2 separate regions of the Pan troglodytes genome follow, and region 1 is linked to region 2. Evidence: chromatin contacts called from public HiChIP or PLAC-seq data. All regions are on one chromosome and are shown on one strand. The core of a region is the stretch at or near the end of the contact, and the rest is flanking DNA. Distances in the headings are between cores, read along the strand shown. Region 1 holds the start of GNAQ (G protein subunit alpha q). Region 2 holds the start of GNA14 (G protein subunit alpha 14).

Evidence for each region. HiChIP or PLAC-seq counts read pairs in DNA pulled down with a chosen protein or histone mark.
Region 1: an H3K4me3 HiChIP or PLAC-seq map of stem cell-derived excitatory neurons shows a contact between it and region 2, with 4 times the contacts expected there. The contact joins the promoter of GNAQ here to the promoter of GNA14 in region 2. A contact is called at or near these places in 1 of 7 Hi-C or Micro-C datasets (stem cell-derived neural progenitor cells) and 1 of 1 datasets of contacts at active chromatin or transcription factors (stem cell-derived excitatory neurons).

Annotation. Positions count from the first base shown.
Region 1 is chr11:68,509,345-68,514,089 of NHGRI_mPanTro3-v2.0_pri, reverse strand. GNAQ (G protein subunit alpha q) reads left to right here and starts at 1,267. Exons shown (of 7, transcript XM_016960988.3): 1 at 1,267-1,978. The coding sequence starts at 1,843.
Region 2 is chr11:68,131,758-68,135,903 of NHGRI_mPanTro3-v2.0_pri, reverse strand. GNA14 (G protein subunit alpha 14) reads left to right here and starts at 2,409. Exons shown (of 7, transcript XM_528331.9): 1 at 2,409-4,146. The coding sequence starts at 4,100.

The DNA of each region.
Region 1 (4,745 bases), core at 18-2,517, 380 kb before region 2:
AGTTTACTGCCTCAATCACATATTGCAAATCAAAAAAACTAGAATGCCGTTTTGCTGGGGCCGCCTTAGTTTCTCTTTTATTTCATTCTTTCCTTTCCTTTTATTCCACATTATTTTACATTTTCCCATAAGTCATCCATAATTCAATCTCAGTCTAGAAGAGTAAATTCGATTACTCGGCGGCTAAACATCGTGTGCCTTGTCAGAAACAAGAGAACTTGTAAAACAAAAACAAAAACAACTTAAAAAAACAAAAACAACCAACAACCACCAAAAAAACAAAGGCATGAAAAGTTGGAACCTATCGGGAGGCTCTTGGAAACTTGGGCAGCTTCCTTTCTCTGCTCAGGATTTAGATTTCTATCTCACGTTACTTTGCGAACAGCTTCGCCTGTGAATCTCCCCCTACACCTCTGGGCACCGGTGCCAATTCCTTCCCTTCCCCAGTAGCCCCACATAGTATAGAGGAGCTTATTTTCTAAGACTGCACCGGTGTCAGAGGTGACGTGAGAGTTTCTAACCGAATGGCGTTTTAGAAATAGGAACGGGAAACACACAAACGTCTGAGGAGCGACCCCGTGGAGCAGACAGGCACAGCCCGGGAGCGGCGGACGCCAGCGCCGGCGCCGCAGGGAGCGCGTGCGGGGCTCCGCGGGGCCGCCTCCCGCGACTTCAGCAGGGGCCGCGGCCGCGCTCCCGGGCCGGTGGGCTGAGGCAGGCAGAGGCCGCCATATTCCTGTCTCACCACGCCCGGCCGGACGGCAGCCGCAGGTCGGCTGCGGCCCTGGCACGCAACGGCGGCCGCCGGCTCGGGCTGCGCGTCGGCGGCCGGGTCCGGCCCCGACTTCGGCCGGGGGCGGCCGTGACTGCTGCGCCCGCGGACTCTGCCGAGGGTGCGGGAGCAGTAGGCGTCCGCAGAGCCCGCGGGGGCCGGCCCAGCCCGGGAGCCGCGCGGGCGAGGCGAGAGCCGCACTGGGAGGCGCGCCGCGGCGGCCGCGAGCCCAGGAAAGCCTTCCAGGAGGGGCCGGGCGGCACCGCCTCCCGGCTCCCTCCTCCCGCGCCCGTCCCCTCCGCCTCTTCCCCCTCCTCCTTTCGCCGCCGCCTCCTCCCTCCCGGATCTGTGCTCCAGTTCAGAGAAAGAAGAAAATGTGTGTGTGTGGCGAGGGGGAGGGCGCGCACTGAGCAGCCGCTCCGCGCCTGGCAATCGGGGCAGGGGGTGGGCGTCTGGCGGGGGCGGGGGCGGAGGCGGAGGCGGAGGAGCGCGCGGTTGCCGGGCGGGACGGGAACCGGGTCTGCGCGCGAGCCGGGCGGTGGGCGCGGACAGGGCCGAGGGCGCCCGAGAGCCGTGTCAGGCGGCGGCGAGGAGCGGGCGCGCCGGGCGCGGGGAGCCGTCGGCGGCCGCTCGCTGCGGGGACACCCCGGTGGATGAGCTCTCGCCGCCAGGCGCACGGCGTAGGGGAGCCTCGCAGGCGGCGGTGGCGGCGGCGGCTCGGGGGGCGAGGCGGGCCGCCTGTTCCCGGGGAAGGAGGCGCGGGCGTCTGAGCGAGGCCGGGCGCGGCGGCCTTCTCTCACGCGCCCCCCGAGCCAGCGCCCGCCTCCCGCGCCCGCCTCTCTTCTCCCGTCGGCCCAGACCATCCGCTCCCACCGCGCCCCCGGCCCACCTGGTGGCCCCGGCCCTGGCCGCCGCCCCCGCGGCGGTTCCCGGAGCTCGTCCCGGACGCGCGCCCGGGCGGCGGGGGCTCGGCGGCCACCGCTGCCTCGGGGGAGCGAGGGCGGGAGGGTGTGTGTGCGCGCTGTGAGCAGGGGGTGCCGGCGGGGCTGCAGCGGAGGCACTTTGGAAGAATGACTCTGGAGTCCATCATGGCGTGCTGCCTGAGCGAGGAGGCCAAGGAAGCCCGGCGGATCAACGACGAGATCGAGCGGCAGCTCCGCAGGGACAAGCGGGACGCCCGCCGGGAGCTCAAGCTGCTGCTGCTCGGTGAGTACCGTCCGGGGCCCCGCCGGGCCTCTGCGCCCCCAGCCCACCATCCTTGGCCCTGCGGGGCAGCTGCCTTCGGCGCCCCCGCCCCCCGGCGCCCGCGGTTCGCCCCTACCCTCCCGGGCGCGCCCCCGGCCACTGCCTTCACCCGCGCGGGCACGTTACACACAGACACACAGACACACACACACACAACGACAACACACGCAGCACAGGGGTCGGGGCTGCCCTGCCCGGTGCCTTGGCTTGTTCCTTTTCGTGTCCCTGAGGGCTGTGCTTTATCTGCTGTGCATCTGCTAAATGGCAGATCACTCCGACCAGAGGCGCGGGGGTGGAAAGGTGGGCAGAGGGGTTGAACTTCCAGTGTCGTGGCCGCGGCACCCCATGGGGTGGTGGCGTGGGGAGCCGTGTGTGTGGCCCAGCGGGTGGCGAGCGGAGCCGGGGCACGTTGGGGGATGGCCTGCGGTGGAGTGGCCGGTGTGCATCCATTATCAGTGCCCTATGGGGTCAGGAGGGAATGGGGGAACGGTGGGCAGACTCGCAGCTGGATTCCCGGAGCACTCATGGTGAGGTAGCCAAGTGGTTGGCCCTCCAAGGAAAGGGTCTGTGTACTGGGGGCGAGGCGGGAGGGCAAGCCCAAATGTGTCACACAAGTGCTGTTCTCTAGCCACCAGACCATCGAAAGGAGGGAGCCTAGAAGAGTTTCTTGGCCAGTGGATGGTGACAGGCGTTATTCTCGTCTGCACCATTCCTTCTAGATAAAGATGAGGGTAGGGGAGCGTTGTGCTGTGTGGTTGTTGACAGCGACCGGTATCTTTTGTTTAATGAGGCAACCTAGATGTAGGCCTCAATTCACAATAGTTACTACCGAAAACCAGTGCAGTCTCTCAGTTACTCTCTTGGCAATAGAAACCTTTTGTTTAACACAGATAGCATTTTAATATCTTTGGAATCTGGGCTAGAAGGAAAAACGGGAAGCATACAGGAAAAATTTCCCTCTAGTCTTGAAAAAAAAAATTCTGCTTCAACACTAAGTTAGCAAGAAAATGCCATTTCTCAAATAGAAATTTATTGATGATTATCTCTGGGAGGATGTTCAGAATCAAGCGATCAGGGTTCATATACAAGCCACAGTGACAGAACCCTGAGCTATTGTGGCAGGAAGAGCAAACAGCTTTGCAGTAACAGGCCTGAAAAATGTCTGCACTTGTGTTCTGGGTATTTGCATGTATAATAAATGTGTTTCTCAAACATTTCTGTAAGAAAAGAATATTGTACTGTTAGTTGGTGTTTGTGAGAAGCATGCATTTTCTTTCTTATCTTGAGCATTCCATTTGCTGGCTCAAGGAACCAATTGCCTTTGGGAATGAACTGCTTATGTACTGGATCATTTACAAGCAGGAACAAAATATACTGATCACACACATAGTTACTAATAGTTAATTCACATGACATGCTTTCTTTATGTCTTCATTTTGAAACTCAATTAGATAAATGTGCACATGTTTATAAAGAGCAGAAGGCAAAGCACTAGATGAAAGAGTTGGGCTTAGGGGAATGAAGCCAGGGAGGAGGCAAACTGCAATTGGAAAGTAAAGATTTTTTTTTTTTAATTCTCATTTTGAGCTACTTCTAATGGCTGAAAACAGGCAGTTGAATGTTTTCTGAGTTCTCAAGGTTGAGAAGAAAATAAAGAACAAAAGAAATACATAGAGTGTTTTAAGTGTATAATTAAGGGGAAACGCACGTATTTTAGAGAGACTTGTTTTAAGAATTGTGTTTTTTTTTTTTATTTCATTGCCCTGTTGACAGTCTTTGTTTCTGTTTAATTGTGAACTGGGCAGTTGAGGTCTCTCCAGCCAACCCTATTTGCCTGAAAAGTGACAGCTCTGAGTTTCCCAGCAGCTAAGAGTTAAAGCCCAGGGAGTTTCTCAGTGGGCCTAGGTTTGAATGTCTAAGGGAAATACACTTACATGGATGCTTAATTCCATACTGTGTATTTAAATAACACTGTGCTTTTAAAAATGAACTTGGAGATAATTTTCTGAGAAAAAGTGTAAACCAATTTTACTGCTAAAGTGGTGGTAGTGTGGAGAACTTTTTTTTCCTCTTATTAGCGGAACATCATGCAAGAATTGCTACTGCTTCATGTTCTTGGTATATTGCTTTTGCAACATGAATACTACAATACTTACACTATTTCTGTAGTAATATACGCTAAATGTGGATTTGTGCGTGCGTGTATGTGTATGAGTGTGATTTCAGGAGTTTTTGAATCCAGGACGGTTGATTTCAACAAGGAAGATATTAGGGAGGGATTTCATTTGAGGAATTCCTGATTTGCTGCTTTGATGAGTACACTGAATGTTCTGGTTCCTTCTATCATTTAAACAAACCTATCTAGAGGAGATTATAAGATGTATCCATTCATAGTTTAAAGATCTACTAATATTTTTAACTAGTTTATGGAGGAATAAGTATTTTGAAATGAAAATCAATGTAAAATTGTTTTCAAAGTAAATTTTAGTTCAAGGCTTGATACCATTTTAATGGAAGAGGATTTGTTTGACAGGGATAAAAGTGGGTACCCTTGCATTTGCTCATGTAATTATTTACTTTTGTATATTAATAATATGGAGACATTTAAAAAGACAATTAGTGGGTACCTGACTAGATGAAAGTATGACAGTAAAATTTGGGCTATTTTGATTTATATTCGGCAACTATGCCAGTCTTCCAAATTTATTCCGTATGCTTATATATTATA
Region 2 (4,146 bases), core at 1,160-3,659:
CATTTGTTTTGTACTTGCTTATTGGTTTTCACTGTCTCCCACCACAAGAACCTTCTTTTCTTGCATCTCAGACTAATTCTTCTTGGTTTCAGTATTTAAGGTTAGTCAACTGAAACTTGCTAATTTAGGAATACCAGGATAAGCAAGAAAAACTCTTTACCTGTGAGTAACTCATAGATTAGAAGAAACAGACGGGTATAATAGAGTGAGATGTTGACAGTGTTCCAGCAGTAGGGAAAGATGGATGTAACTGACAAGGGCTGGAGTTGCTTCCTCAGAAGAGATGTAACTGAAAAAGAAATTACCTAATTTTGCCTAGGGTGAGAGATGGTATTCCTGGAAGATGGAACAGCATGCACCAAGGCATGGAGGCAGGAGGTAGGGAGAACAGAAAATTCCATTTGTCTAGAGTTCCAGGAGAGTGATGGGAGATGAGGCTGCTGTGCATATCTGTAGGCCTGGGGAGCGCCTCCAGGTGACTCTGTGCTCTCACTCTTCTCTGGAAGGAAGTAGGAAGGGGTAGGTTCAGATTTCAGGGTCTCAGTTTTACTTCTTTCTACTAGACTATAGCTCTACCGAAAGTCTGGAATCGTCTTATTACCTGAATCCTCACTGCCTGGTACAGGGGCTGGTATGGACCCAGTGGACATTCAGAGGGATATCAGACAATTAGCTCACCCTTGTAGCCCCACACTTGGTGGATATCTGAAACTCAGGTCCAGTCTGCGCTCTCGTCTTCAAGATGAATAAAATAAAATTGCAGCTTTTTTGAAATAACTTAGGAAAATAAATATTCTCTTTTATTAAGAACTCTTTTCAAAACTACCCCTTCCTGGAAAGATGTTTCCAATGAATTAATATCTTAAAATTATTATCATTTTACCTTCCAGATTCTACAGATAAGGAAAATAGAGATGAATAAAACATAGAAGTATAAAAATGATTGACTTGTGATATCCCAGTTTTCTATTTCTTACCAGTGGCTGATGCTCAATAACAACTTTAGGTTTTTGATTATTTTTAAATAAATTTATTTTGGATAAGTGTGAATGTCATCAAAGAAATAATGCATGTTAGAGTTGGGTGATCCTTTTGAGCTTATTCTGGCTTATCCCTCTCATCTTATAGTTAAGGAAAGTGGAGCCTAAATAATTTTATGCAAGCTGCCCCAAATTTTCTTTCTTTCTTTCTTTTTTTTTTTTTTTTGAGACGGAGTTTGGCTCTTGTTGCCCAGGCTGGAGTGCAATGGTGTGATCTCGGCTCACCACAACCTCTGCCTTCCCGATTCAAGCAATTCTCCTGCCTCAGCCTCCCGAGTAGCTGGGATTACAGGCATGTGCCACCACACCCGACTAATTTTGTATTTTTAGTAGAGATGGGGTTTCTCCATGTTGGTCAGGCTGGCTGGTCTCGAACTCCCAACCTCAGGTGATCTGCCCGCCTCGGCCTCCCAAAGTGCTGGGATTACAGACGTGAGCCACTGCACCCGGCCCAAATTTTCTAATGAACAATGAAAATCAACCAAACAGCCATGACTCACAGCAAGCTACCTTTTTAATTGTGTCCCTTTAGTCTCTTAAAAATGTGTATGCGTATTCTTATACTAAAATCTTATCATACTCTTTATATTTTTGGATCTTGCCTTTTTCATTCAATATATTTTGAGGATTTTCTCCAAATTTATTCACATGTTTACTACTGGCATAGCCACATATTTAATGGCCCCAAAACATCTCATTTTATGGATAAACCATGATTTAAGTGATCTCTTCCCTGTTGTTAGGTATTTAGGTTGTGAGTTTTTGTTGTTGTATTGGCAATAAAACCTTCGCATCAATCATGAGGCTTCTTTCTAGTTATTTCTTAAGGGAGAAATTACTGGTTTGGCCGAAGGGGACGGACATGTTTAAGGCTTCAGATATATACTGCCAAGCTGACTAGCCCAGGAAAGTTGTACAGATTTGCCCTAATCAATACGTTTCATGACTGTTTTTGAAATCTTGCCAACTTTAAACCTAATAGGTCAGTATCAGTAATTCCCGTTAACGTAAGAGTTCAAATTTGCCCTAGTTTTAATCATTTAAACAATTTTTATAATTTTTAAATGATAAAATTTATCATGCAACAATTATGATGCAACCATGACTTTGAGAAGCCAAGAGATCTTATTCTCAAACTGTAAATGAATCCGTAAGAGCTAAGAGAGAAGAAACAGGCTATTAAATGGCCAAAGATCAAATCTGAAATGTCCAGGAGTTTTCCTGTAGGGGTCACTGTTACTGTCAATTTATGCCTGCAAGAAAACTAAAATAGTCACACATTAAAGTATGTATGCACATTTTTAATGTCTGATTCCTCTACATTTCTTAAACTGTAAAATAATAAGAACATGCAGCCAGATAGCATCGCGATACCAACTTCTTTATATAATGACACGTACCATTCCACTCAATGTGATCCTCAGTTTGAATTTATAAAATATATGCTACTCAAATGAAACGCACTTATGCCTGCTCTTAGTAGAGGAAGCACTAGCTAATTGCCTAACGCTCCATTAGCATATGGCCTATACTGACTTGAGAAGGAAAGAACGTTCATTGCTGTGGCCAATAGGATCCCCTCTCCCCACCTTCCCTTTTCTGCATCAAAATCTACACAGACAAAAGTCAGATGTTGTAATACGCATTTTATCGTGTCACTTAAGCACTAAGAGGTGCTTTTAAAGTTTTTATTAATGCTGCTCAAACTTGACCCCGACGGTCCAGGATACAGGCCAAGGTGTCAGTGCGGACACAATCGCAAGGCGGCTGTTAGGCTTCTGGGCTGGGCAGGAAACTTGCCAGGTGCTACTAGGAACGTATCAGCCCTTTCTACAAAGCAGGTGTCTTTCCCATCATAAAATGCAAAGCAATCAGCCGTTCCCTTTCTCCCCAGCCCCCTCGTCCGGAGGCCGAGAGGATATTTACCCTGGGCTCTTGCAGTTCTCTTATAACTGAACCCAGCGGCGGCTCCTTCTCCGAGCTCAGAGCCAGCAGGCTCAGGCCCAGCCACACTTCACAGGCAAATTGCCGAGCTGACCAAGGGCTTTGGCCAAGCCCGAGCTGGGCCGGGGCGTCCGGGAAGCGGAAGGAGCCAGTCTAGGAAATCCGGGTGTGCGTGGTGGTGAAGCTGGTGGGCAAGCTTCCACTTCAGGTCTGCGTAGAGACCTCGGGCTTTGTGTCTCGCAACAGACGCTTGGCGCCGCTCCTCTTCCAGCCTGCTGCCGCCTTCTCCGAGCGAGTGAGTTGGCGAAACTCACTCACCTGTCGGAACACGGTGCCTGGCGGCCAGACGCGCAGGTTACAGCAAACCTTGGCCGGGACCCCCCAGCCAGGGAGGCAAGTGTGGGGGCTGCTTCTAGAGGCGCCAGCTCCCACCCCCAGCTCCGCGCCCCCTGCTCGTCCCCTTTCACTTCCAGGCGCCTTCGGCTTGGGGTGCCCAGACGGGCCAGTCCAGCAGACGCCAGGGCTGCAGGTTCAAGATGCTCCGCCTCCTCCTGCCACTTAGAGCCACAAACGCTAGCGGGAACCTTTCCACTCGGTCTTAGTCTGCGGTCACTGCTGAGGTTTTCAGAACTTTCCAGGCAAAGGCCAGCCAGGTCCTTTGCCTTCAACCCACTCCGCGCCTACCTCCCGCCTGGGGACACCCCTAGGCCCAGGAGATCCTCCCCCTAGCACCGACGTTCCAACTGTCGTCTGCGCCCCCTGACTGCTGTCCGGCTCCTGTGCCAAGGGGCGCGCGCATCTTCCCGGGGCCAGCAACGCTCCCAACTTCTCGACTCGCCCTCCTCCTCCCCAGAGCGAGAGTGGGGCGGGCTGAGCCCGGTTTCGCGGTGCACTCGAGCGTTCCCAGCGCTCGGCATTCGCCCCGCCTCAGAGCCGACTTTCGAGGGGGGATTGAGCCTCGGAGGTCCAGGCGTCTTACTCCAAAGCTCAAGTCGGCCCCCGTCTTTTCTTTCCACACCCCTGTGTCCGTCGCATGCTGGCCGGGTGAGCGGCCGGGCCGAGGATTCGGGTGCCCGGGGCCGCGTCGCCCCGTCGGGTACTGAGCTGAGCGCACCATGGCCGGCTGCTGCTGCCTGTCCGCGGAGGAGAAGGAGTCGCAGCG